Regions from separate parts of the Gossypium hirsutum genome. Here all the other regions are linked to region 3. The links are chromatin contacts, called in public Hi-C maps. All regions are on one chromosome and are shown on one strand. Each heading gives the region's core, a stretch centred on a gene start, on an enhancer-like site or on the middle of the called end of the contact. The rest is flanking DNA. Distances are from core to core; before and after follow the strand shown. Region 1 holds the start of LOC107951196 (inorganic pyrophosphatase TTM1). Region 2 holds the start of LOC121211057. Region 3 holds the start of LOC121211049 (rhodanese-like domain-containing protein 11, chloroplastic).

Evidence for each region. Hi-C and Micro-C count contacts between places; a contact is called where the count stands out from the background.
Region 1: a Hi-C map of leaf shows a contact between it and region 3, with 2.7 times the contacts expected there. The contact joins the promoter of LOC107951196 here to the promoter of LOC121211049 in region 3. A contact is called at or near these places in 11 of 34 Hi-C or Micro-C datasets (callus, hypocotyl, leaf and 1 more).
Region 2: a contact with region 3 is called in a Hi-C map of leaf, with 3 times the contacts expected there. The contact joins the promoter of LOC121211057 here to the promoter of LOC121211049 in region 3. A contact is called at or near these places in 2 of 34 Hi-C or Micro-C datasets (both in leaf).

Annotation. Positions count from the first base shown.
Region 1 is chrA12:99,247,466-99,251,448 of Gossypium_hirsutum_v2.1, reverse strand. LOC107951196 (inorganic pyrophosphatase TTM1) reads right to left here and starts at 1,624. Exons shown (of 12, transcript XM_016886141.2): 1 at 1,339-1,624; 2 at 102-471. The coding sequence starts at 441. It overlaps LOC107951198 (serine/threonine-protein kinase 16), which reads left to right and starts at 3,163. Exons shown (of 7, transcript XR_005906433.1): 1 at 3,163-3,574.
Region 2 is chrA12:99,578,158-99,582,252 of Gossypium_hirsutum_v2.1, reverse strand. LOC121211057 reads right to left here and starts at 2,801. Exons shown (of 1, transcript XM_041083263.1): 1 at 1,914-2,801. The coding sequence starts at 2,801. The coding sequence ends at 2,010.
Region 3 is chrA12:99,430,502-99,434,422 of Gossypium_hirsutum_v2.1, reverse strand. LOC121211049 (rhodanese-like domain-containing protein 11, chloroplastic) reads left to right here and starts at 1,613. Exons shown (of 10, transcript XM_041083253.1): 1 at 1,613-2,008; 2 at 2,133-2,228; 3 at 2,452-2,559; 4 at 2,932-3,028; 5 at 3,165-3,204; 6 at 3,342-3,416. The coding sequence starts at 1,868. LOC107946581 (E3 ubiquitin-protein ligase RGLG2) reads right to left here and starts at 688. Exons shown (of 13, transcript XM_016880978.2): 1 at 439-688.

The DNA.
Region 1 (3,983 bases), core at 375-2,874, 180 kb after region 3:
GAGGCATCCATTGTTCCCATACATAAAAACAAAGCACCTTAATCAAAAATGGGATCACCTTACATGAAAGTTTTAAAAATGTTAAGGACTCTAATTCTTACCATCAAAGTTTCCGTCAATGATACGGCTAGCATCATTGTAGTTGTCCATGGTTATGACAGCTATACTGGGCATAAAGTTGAGCACCTTCTCTGTGAACACAGTCTTTCCAGCTCCAGATGGCCCAGCTACTCCAACTAAAATCAATCCATCATTCTTTTGAGCCAATAATTGGCATGCACGAATTACAATGAAAAAACCTTTCTCGAAGGAAAGTTTATCTTCGATTGGAACGATCTCATAGCGATCACAGTCTTTTCTTTTAATCAACTGCACCTGGTCTCGCAGAAGACCAGAGCGCCGTCGAGGTGATTCAGCAACAGAAGAGGTATCTTGAGCCATTAAGAGATTTGAAGCTTCTCCTTTATACAGCTGCACTGAAAGATGCAACAGTCAGATATTTACATTTTCAAGAGAGATGACATCGCAATAAAATCATGGAGTTTTTGATGTGGGATCATGATTTCCAACACACAAAGGGAGGAAAGTCCATAACTCGCCAAAGTTAAAAGGCAAGGTAAGCATGTCGCTGGAAATTCAGCAGTTCAATAACTTTTAGGAATTACAAAGTAATAATAATCTAACAGGACTAACAAAAATATGAAGAAGACACAAGTTCAGATCATGAACAAATTGAAATGCCCATGAACCAGTTATAGAATAGTGAAAATTAAGGAGCTTAACATCGAATCCAGGTGCCAAATTATACAGCAGTCAGCAGCTCATGTAATCACAACATTTAAATCAGTGAAGAGAAATCAAACCATCATTATCTTTCAGTGTTCCCCCCATTCATAATACGTAAATGGTCTTTTTTTTTTTTCTAACCAGAAAAATGTTTACCTTTACACCCTTCACCAGATTTATAAACACTAGTTCCTCTTTCTTTTATGCTTTTCCATGTCCCCTCTGAAGGAAGCTAAGCAATTATCCCAGATTTATAAAACTAGTTCCTTTTTGATGCTCTTGATTGAACACATAGAAACCAGTCTGAATTAAATTTCAAGGTCGAAAAGACAACGAACAAACCATAAAAGCTTGAACTTTCGAGCTCCTAAGGAGACTCAAAACCATCAAATTCAACAACAAACAACAAAATAAACACAAATCCAAAATACCCAGAATTGAAACTCGACAAATAACAAGAACCCAGAAGCTAAAGGGAAACCAAGATGAGCATGAAAACAATTTGTGGTGACTGTAAACTATGTTCCGGGAACCATAGTTTGAAGATCATACCTTTAGTGTTAGGACTTCGAGGTCAAACTTTAAAGACCAAGAAAAATATGGACTACTGTTACTGGGATTTTTTTATGTAAAGGCGGAAGAAGAGTTAGAGATTCTTGTGACTACTGAGTTGGTGGGATGTCATTGGCAACAAACTAAAGGCTGCTTGCTTAGCCACCTTCTAGAGTTCAGACAATAACATAGAGTGGATTAGAGAGAGTTTCGAAATAGGTTGGTTTAACGAAAATTTGTTTTTGGTTGGTACATAATAAAAAATAATTAAGTTCAAAGGCTCAGCTTATAATTTGAAGGGTAAGACTGTCATAAGTAATGATTTTAAGGTTATATAATTTTTATTTTATTATTTGTGACAACTTCACATGATGTTTTTCTAGTTTGAATTTAATTTTAATTTTAAATACATTTTTTAATAATTGAATTATTATGTCTATATTGTTTTAGAATTTTTAATATAATTTTGTGAAGGCTATTTTAACTTAAAATCATAAAAAAAGAAAATTCAATTACTCTTGGGATACATAATCGTACAAACATGGACCCACTGTAAGAGATGCTTCTTCTTCTTTTATTCCATTACACAGATGCCTTATCAATTCACCCGGTAAAGTTTGACAGGTATGGTTTGAAGGAGCTTAAAGAAAAGTTTTTTTTTTTTTTAATTAGATTGGTTTGATATACCTAAATTATTATTTATTAATATTTTAGATAAATTTATTTGTAATTAAAAATATTGGAACATATACAATGTAAAAAGAATAAATTATAGGATTTGGTAAAAAAACATTATAGATAAAATTGTATGTGCATTTTTAGATTGAGAATATAAATTAATGTATGTATTTTACAAAACAAAATACACATATGAAAATATTCCTTAAATTTACTTTTAACTTTTCACTTTTAAAAAGTTTGTTTTTACATCTCATAACTTCTACGCCTATGTCTCTACTTTCTTTATTATTGAGTGGTTCGATAATGAAATTTACCTCCTATCTTCTCACATCCAAGTGATTTTATACATTTTAAACTTATTAACTAATTTATTTTTATAACTTCCCTTTAATTTTTATTTAGAACCGGACCCCTATATAGTTTATCTATATTGCCCCTATATAAATCTATACAATGACAGTTAACTATAAAAAATCTTTAAAATAAATAGAAGAGTTAGTTTGTACTAAACACCCTTAAATTATGGTCATTTTTTAAATTGGTTCCCAAATTTTAAAACATTCTAATTACACTTTCAAATTATTGATGTTAAATCAACTAGACCTTTTCATTATTGAAAATGTTAATTTACCATTAAATGACATATTAAATTTTACGTGACATAATTTAAAATAAAAATTTAAATAAAAAGAATAAAATGTTTTCTCATGACTTTTAAAAATTAAAAGGTAAAAATAAAGTAAAATAGAAAGAAAGAAAGAAAGTGAACAATAATTTCTATAAAAATTATGAAAACATCAAAGTCGAGATTTTTACAACATTTTTTTTTCTTTAAAATTTTCATATTAATTTATGTCACGTAAGATTTAATGTTTGAATATAAAATTAATAATTTCAATATAAGAACTACCTTATTGATATAAGGCGGATACTTTAAAGATATAATTAGAATATTTTAAAAATTGATAATCACTGTAGAATAAAAATCATAATTTAGACTTTAGAGAGGTTAATGCAATTCACTCTAAATAATTACTGTTCGAAACAAAATAATTCTTTAATTTTTTTAAAATTTAAAAACTAGAAATTATTATGAATTTGTTAATAACTATAATAAAATTAACAGTTATTGTTAGACAGAAAAATGGAAAGCTTTAAATGCTGAAATCTGTTAACTAAAAATAATGTTCCAAAACAGAGCATAGAGGAGAGAGAGAGCTTGTTAAGATCCGCCATTTTTACGTTTCTCAATTCCAACACACCCAAAAAAGAAAAAAAATATGAGAGATCTGAAGATGTAAAAGGAATTTTTGTGCAAGTGAAAGGTATAAGGGGAAAACAATGGGGTGTACGTTTTCAGGGTTTAATGCAATGTACGATGCTGCTAATGGGGAAGGAGACATTTGGATCAATGACATCAGGTTCAAGATCGTGAGGCAGTTGGGTGAAGGTGGCTTCGCCTATGTTTATCTGGTTAAGGAAGTCACCTCCGATTCTTCTTCAATTTCAGCTGGTGGTTTAGCCAAGAAAGTCAAGGACCCTTCTCATCTATCTGGTTCGTTCTTTTACAAGGATTTTATGATTTGGGTGTTGCTCTATTGGATTGGTTTACTACTAATCTGGGTGTTTCTTTAATTTTGTTTTATTTTTTTATTTTTTGTAGCTGATTGCTTTGAGTTTCTAATTATATGTTTTTCTAAATTGTGCATTTGCTCTTTTCTTCATTGGATTGGGTTTTTGTGATTTATTTATTGTAGAAATTTAACTCAAGTAATGTGTCAACTATTGTGATTGAATGTACGGATTCATTCCATTCTGGTTTACCGAATACGGGGTCTCATAAAATTGGATCATAGGGGTATACAAGTGAAAATTTTCTTATGATCGAATTACAATTGGATCCATAATTAAAATTATGGATCAGCTGAATCTTTGGTCTCTGTTCTGTTGGTAAACCTAAGGCA
Region 2 (4,095 bases), core at 1,552-4,051, 150 kb before region 3:
CTTCTATTAAAATTTCTAGTGTGATATTTTAAAATTAAAAACAAAATCACTTGATAATCATATAACAAAAGAAACAACATTGAAAATATGAATTTTTTTCTTAAAATCACCGATTCGAATTCATCATGATAGATATTAATTATTTAGATTGACTAATAAAATTATAAAAATAAAGAGCTCAACTTATATTAAAATTAAAATAATAGATTTAATTTTAAGTTTCAGCATGGTTTAGAGTCCAAAATTAAAATTTGACCATTATTTTAAATATTAAAAGGAGCATCATAAACCTAATAAAAAAAAGGAAGATACATGTTAATTTTTAAAACTCGTAAGATATATAATTATGAAATATTTTAATTGGAAAATTAAAAAATTAATTAATAAAATTATAAAAATAAAGAAGTAAAATTATGTTTAAATTAAAGTATTCAAATTAAAATTTAAATGTAAAAAGAAGAAAAAGAAAAGGTGTGGGTGGCCACGTGTGAAAAAAAGTATGAGTTCCTTTATATAGAGTTGTATAGATTGGATTATGAATGAGCATAGCCATAAGCCCATAACCATAGGGCTATGGTGTGGTCCGTCCTAACGGAATTCTGACGCAAGCCATGGTTTCCACAGCTCGATAAAAGATCACATAAAACTAAAATTCACGAGACGTCTTCCACTATATAGTCTATGCGAAGCGTTAATCAATAGCTATACAAACGTAGGCCTATTAAATTCCACAACAAACTCTCCCCCAATTTCATGCCAACGAATGCTTACCTTTATCTATCAATATCATCTTTCTTGCATGCTACTCTCCACTCTCCATCTAACTCTTTTAAATATCTACATTTCTATCTTCATGAACCAACTGCTGCAATTTGTTCCATGAATGATTAGCTGTTTTTCTTTTCTTTTTTATTTCTACAACTAATAATTCCAGCACATCCACCCAATGCATATAGCTACCTAAATCAATCATACTCCACATTTTGTCCTCCACTATACGCCCAATCATCCCACATCTAATAGTTTTTTTTATCCAATTCTTCATATTTATTTCTACAACTAATCTAATAATTAAGAATGATAATTCCAACGCACCCACCCAATGCAAATTAATCATGCCCCACATTTTGCCCTCTACGATACGCCCCATCATCCTACATCTAACATGCTCTCTCTCTATTTCTTCCTTATCCAATAATTCTATTTCACCCCCAACGGGTATTGCTGGGCTGAAAAAGACGTATATATTATTTAATAATTTTCAATATTCAAAAAATTTAATGGTCGCTTTTCGGTGCCTCATCAATTTGTTTGTTTCTTTAGGACTAAAAACAATACATTTCTCTTTTTTCCAGTTTCATAGTTGGATTCGGTCCCTGAATCACAGGTTTCCTTTTTCAACCTTTTTTGCTCGTCTCTTTGCCAATTTGTCCCCTTTACAAAAGCAACCACTATAAACATAAACATAAACCAAACCCCTCCAACAAGCGACTGCCATTTACGTCTTGAGTTTTATTTTGGAGGGTTGGTTTATACTATTTTTTAAGAAAATGCTAGAGGGATTTGACATTTATTTAAGTTCAAGTCTCAATTATGTGTTATTATCCAATCTCAATTATGTATAGTTTTTATGTTTTATGAGATTATATTTCGATTCTTATGAATTATATTGATTTTATTTTATTTTGTAGCTATCATAAACTCCTAAAATCTATATAAAATTTAAAATTAATATCATTGTAAAATTATATTTTTTATTCTTAAAAAAAATTGTTAGCTTTCCCTATATAGATTTAATGATTTATATCATAATTATATTCAAGAATTAATGTTGTTTTAAAAATATAATTACTATATTGATTAATTAAAAGTAAAATTTGCATGGAAAAACGATTGATCAATTAAGTCTCAAGTCTCAACAATATGTAACCGTTTGATTAAAAACAATAAAACTAATGGATTGAAAGAAAAAAAATTTGGAAAAATTAAGATGAAACAATAGAAATCAACTAAGAATTCTCAATCTTCTTCTTCTTCTTCCGAAAAACAACCTCAGTATCGAGACCAAATGCATCAACTTTGCTCACCTCCAAAAGCTCCGATTCCTTAAACAACTCCACCAATGGTTGAACGCTATACAAATCATTGGCCGAGTACTTATCCGCCCGCCGCAGCACCGCCACGTGCAGAACACAAACCCCGCCGTGCTTCAACGTCCTTTCGATCTCCCCAACAAACTTCCACGGGTACAGCGCGTGATCGAACACGTTGGAGAACTCGAACTCGAAGTCAAAGGTCTGGTTCTCGAATGGCTGTGCATGGAAATCCCCTTTCATTACAAGCGGAGGGCACGGCACCAAATCTATGCCGACCGAGTCCGACACTCCGACCAGCTTCATCGCCGCCACCTCTTGCCCAACTCTAGCTCCGATAGACAACGCCTTGGAATAGTTGAAAATGAGGTTTCTTTGCTTCAAGCTTTGGAAAAAACGGGCGAAGACCCGGATTTTCCTGTCCCAATCGCGTGTCGTCCATATCTTTCGGAGTTTCGGGTTAAGGGTTTTGTTGAGCTGACGCTCGATGTAAGCGTTGTAGGAAGAGTAACCCGGCCGTATACGGAGGCTAGCGCCGCCGTTTCCGGCTCTGGAAGGTGGGATAGTGTGGGTCTGAAGGGCGGTTCTGAGGCGGAGGAGAGGGGAGTAGGAGTGGGAGGCTAAAAAGGCTAGGAAGAAGAGGGAAAGAAAGAGAGAAAGAAAGGAAAGGTTTAAGAAGGATCGGTAGCTTGGGAAAGGAGGAGGGGTTCATGGTTTGCATAAAAGAGAAGAAACAATGAAAATGGAAGCCGAAGGAAGAAGAAGAAGAAGAAAACTAAAAGAAGTATGAAGAAGAATAAAGTTGTATTCAGCCGTTAAGGGTAAAGTCGTCAGCTGCCATGCATGGCTTTTTTTAGGGGCAAAGTGAATTTTGTTTCGGAATCTGAGTGACGGTAATCGATGAATATCGTTCGGTTTATCTGTTTCTCCTTTTGGTCAACGTTTGGTTTAGTTAAGGTTGGTTTAAGTGTTGATTAACATCATGGTAAAGCAGTACATTAAGTTAGTTAATCCTCATTTCATAATTTTTTACTTATATTCAAAATGTTTAAGATAAATTAATTCAATTTTATCTTATTAAATAATTAAAATAAATTATCTTCTGTTTTTAAAATGAGATATTAATAAAATTAAAATTATACAAATTATCATGTCTATCTTTTATTTAAAATTATACAAAATAATATATTAATAAAATTAAAATTAATAAATAAACAATATTTTAGAATCAATATTTATTTTTATCAAACAACATAATTATATTCCGTACTTATATTTATTAATTTACCAAATAATCTTTTAATATAAATTCAACACTTATAAATTTTAGTACTTAATTTTTTAACATTTAAAATTTCAATTTATCAAACCCCGCAACATTATTTTAAATAAAACAAAGCTATAAAATAAATTATTTGTTTTCTCAAATATTTATTTTAAAAATATAATCTTTATTATGTATGTATAAATAAAATTTTAAATATTAATTTGTGGGATAAATATAGGATGAAACTGGGCATCTTTTTTGGTTATAAAAGTGGGTTAAGAAATTTAAGAATATATATTATAAATCCATTAAAATGAAAAAGCAAAATTAGAAAAGTTACGGTAAAAGTACCATAAAACTCCCTGTACCGTATTTTAGATTACATTTTAACTTATTTATTAAGAAAATGAGTAAATTATCCTTTAATATTTATATGTAAGGTATAACAATAAATTTAGTCTTCGATTTTTATATCCTACTCTTAAAGCAAATTTACAAAAAAAATATTAGAATTTATAAAGAAATAATAAAAACATGGACGATAATATCAGGAAATATCAACCCAAACTCTCGTGACTTTTCCCTATTTTTGGGTCTTCATTAATAAAGACCTCGAACCAGCAACACCAACTCTAGGGATAGAGCTGCTACCATGCTATCGATTGCATGTACACCCAAAGCTTTTTCATGTTCATCACCACAACCCTTTCCCCTTATTCGACCATTCGAATTAAA
Region 3 (3,921 bases), core at 364-2,863:
TGCAACAATCAGAAATGCTGCTACACTATTAACACCAGATGTTAAGCCACACCGAAGATTCCTTATCATACCTCCATGAGATTTTCAAGCTTATAATTTCGACATTATAAGGAAGCATACTCATAAAGAACCCAAACTGAACAGACACACTTTACACAAACATAAATCTTGTTATAATCCAGACCCAAAAGAAAGGGGGTGGGATGAATTGCATTAAGAATCTAACTACGTTTAAAACAAGATCTCAGATGTATAAACAATCGTAGCCGAAAACACAGGAAGCAAATAAAAACCTTCAAATGTTCCAAACTCTACATCCATTGAACAAAATTCACCAAAACAAAAGAAAAGAAACCCAGATTCAAAGTGAGGAACAAAAGTTGTAAACTAAAAATATATTTAAAAAAAAGTAAGGAACAGGGTTAATTATTTGTTCACCTTTTAAGCAAAAGAGTGAAGAATTGGGTGAGTAAAGAGAAAAGAAAGAGAAGTGAGTGGAGGGAGAAGACCATGCGTTGTAAGCGGTAAAAGTAAAGAAATAGCGGCGAAGAAGATGGGTTGGGTCGGCTTGGTTGGTTGGTTGGTTGGTTCTTGGAAGTTTCCTTTTGATGACTCTTGAGATATTTCCATTCAGTCTTACTTTTTCTTTTAAAATTTGACACCCGTAATCCACTTCAACCTTTATTCCACTTTCAACTGCTTTCATATCTTTGTCTTATAACCGCTTTACCCACGGTTATTTTCAGTTACTGCAGTTATTTTTTCTTTTTCTGTTTTTTACATTTATTCATTTTAATTAAAATCATTTAGTTTAGATTAGGCTTAAATACTAAAAAAAATCTTTCAAAAATAATTAAAAGAATTAATTGAGTATTTCGTAAAAAAATATAATCATTTGAGCTATTGAAATATTGTTTTTTCTTTTTCTATTAAAATATTAACGTATCGTCAAGTGTTATCATAATATGTGACATAGAAAATTTTTAATAATATAAAGGCTCAACATGATATTTGATGTAGAAAAATGTCGATGATGGAGTCCAGTAGAGTTTTTAGTTTGTACAATGAAGATTAAGGACTTCATAAGTGTCTTATAAAATATAATAAAAGGGTGAATATTTAGTATATTGACAATGAACATTTTTATTCCATGAGTTAAAAAATTAACATGTATATATATATATTTTTAATATTTTACTATATCCTATGAGATACTTGTCAATCCCTTAAACCTACTTGAGATTATTTATGGAATAAGAAAATTATACTACTAATGTACCAAATATTAACTAAAAAATGATTACTTATTTTTTATTTTTTCTCATACTCTATCCTCCATCATACATCAATCAATCCTTATTAACTTCTCTCGCATCACTTCTCTTTAATCAAAATTATTACTTACCATTTATCTTTAGTTACCAAGCCATAATTTTATTGTTTTTTAGAATACTTACTAGACACCTATATAATTACCTGATCATCAATATATTCTAAGCTGCCATTAAAATCAAATCCAAACTTTTCAAATAACAAAAATTTTCCATAATTTATTTTTGGTTTTATAATCTTTATAACTTTTTCATATCTTTTAAAATGTTTATATATATATAGATTTGTCAAGTTCAAGTATTAAAAAAATTAAATGAATGATTATAATAATTTTTTTTTTATAAATTTGAGGGAGAAATAAGTAATCAAAAAAAACGACGTCGTTAATGGCGTGCATGAAGGCGTTAAGAATTGGATAGTTGGATTTTCGGATAATGATCCTCCAGGAACCCAACCCAGAAAGGATGAAGCAAAAATTCAACTGATAAATTGACCTTTTTTTTTTAGACAGAAAAATCTCGAAACAACCATAACAATGGCTTCTTTGGCTTTTCCTTCTCTCAGTTCTTTAACCATTTCGCGCCTTCATAGCCAGAAAGCTCCTTTTTTGAACTCTTCAATTCCAACTCCAAGTATGTCAACCTTCAAACATCCAAGTGTCACTCTGCATCGTTTTGTATGCTTCTCTTCCAGCCAATCAAATTAATGGGTTTTGGGTTCATTCAAATTTGTTTTATTGTTTTCTCCTTTGGTTTCTTTTGTTGTTTTTTTTTTAAATTATTGTTTTCTTGTGAATTTAGCAATGTGGGGTTATTCGAATGCAAGCTGGTGAAGAAGATTTTGAGTTGAAACAAATGAGAGATATGGCTGCTGCGAAGAAAAGATGGGATGCTATGGTATATTTTCTTTATTCCTCAGCTTTAAGTTTTCGTTTCTTTTTTCTTTTATCTGATTTTTTTTCCTTGAATCCTCACTACCATATTTGATAAAGTACCCCCCCTCCTTGTACATGTCTAATGAGGATGATTCTCATGACAATGCTAAATCTAGTAAATTGAGCTTTAATATGGGGGCTTCTTGCTTTATTAGCAGTAAGTTTTAGCTGCATTGTGTTTACAGATTAGGGAAGGAAAAGTAAAGATTCTTACACCTAGAGAGGCAGGTTATGCAATTCAACTTTCAAACAAGCCTCTACTCGATGTTCGCCCGTCTAGTGAGCGCGAGAAAGTAATTAATCACTTCTCTTTTAACTTTAATCTCGCAAACATGATTGTTACAACTAGTCTCTTAGCTCCCTTGTCTTCTAGATTGAAGCTACTCTAGTCTTATTATTCATTGTATCATAAATTATGGTTTTGTTTTCAATCCGTGTTTCTTTTGAAATACCATGTTTAAAGCATTACATAGGCATATTTCTTTAAGGTATTGATTATTGTTGGGAAAGTGGTAAGTAATTGGTATCTAAAAACAACAAATTCTTGTTTTTTTCATTTCATCCCTTTCTTATTTAGGGAATTGTATGTTGCGTGGTATCTCCAAGGTTGGTGTCACTTTATTTGTGATTGGAACATATTCATGTTTTCTTACACTGTTTTGAAGGCATGGGTTAAGGGCTCCACCTGGGTACCGATCTTTGAAGTTGATAATAAATTTGACGTTGGAACCCTTTCCAGAAAAGCCACCAATTTTGTGATGGGTATCTCTTGATTCTTTTCCATCATCCGACTTCTAGGAAGATCATATTAATGGTTTACCTAATGTAGGATTACTTGATAAAACCAATTTGGTCCGCTTTCAGGACATATATTAAAACTGTTTTATGTTTTCTATAGGGGGTTGGTGGAGTGGGGTGCCTACATTGTCTTATGACAGGTGCGTTATAAGTTGCCTTTGCTTCTCTATTTTGCGTATGTGGCTCTGCACACATATGTGCTTGTCCATGGCCACTCTCACATTTCATGTATATAAAATAAATTTTGTACTTATTCTTTAACTGCTTTCTTTGACAGTCAGTTCTTGTCAAAAGTTGAGGAGAAATTCCCAAAAGATGCAGAGCTTATCGTTACATGCCAGAAGGGATTGAGGTGATTTTTTTTTTCTTTTAAGTGACAGAGGAGAGAGTGTTTGCACTTTAGTATTGATTTTGTTTCATTTAATGGATTACTTTTCCTTTTAATTTGATCTCAGCTGAAAATGTTTTATGTTATTTAGACCTTAAAATGCTGAAGCATCTTTTTAGGCGAAGCATTTGGACCCAATTTATGGATACAGCTATTATTATAATGTTTGCTTTTGATCTTTTAAGGGCAGTATGAGTCATTTTCAATCTTTATGCAATAATTCTCTCAAAAGAATGAACTTGAGACTATGAATGCTTTGGAATGCTTTGGATGATAGTTTTGAACAATCAGTTTTATTACTAACATAACAAAAAGTGCTCGGAATGCGAATGTTCTTCTGAATCAGAGCTGGAGTTATTAGTCTGTGTCGTGTCTTGACCATTCCAGTTTGTGAGCTCAGTGAAAGAAAAAAGAAAAAGAAGATGGAGAAAAATAGATAGAATTTGATAGTATATATTGTTGTTATGCA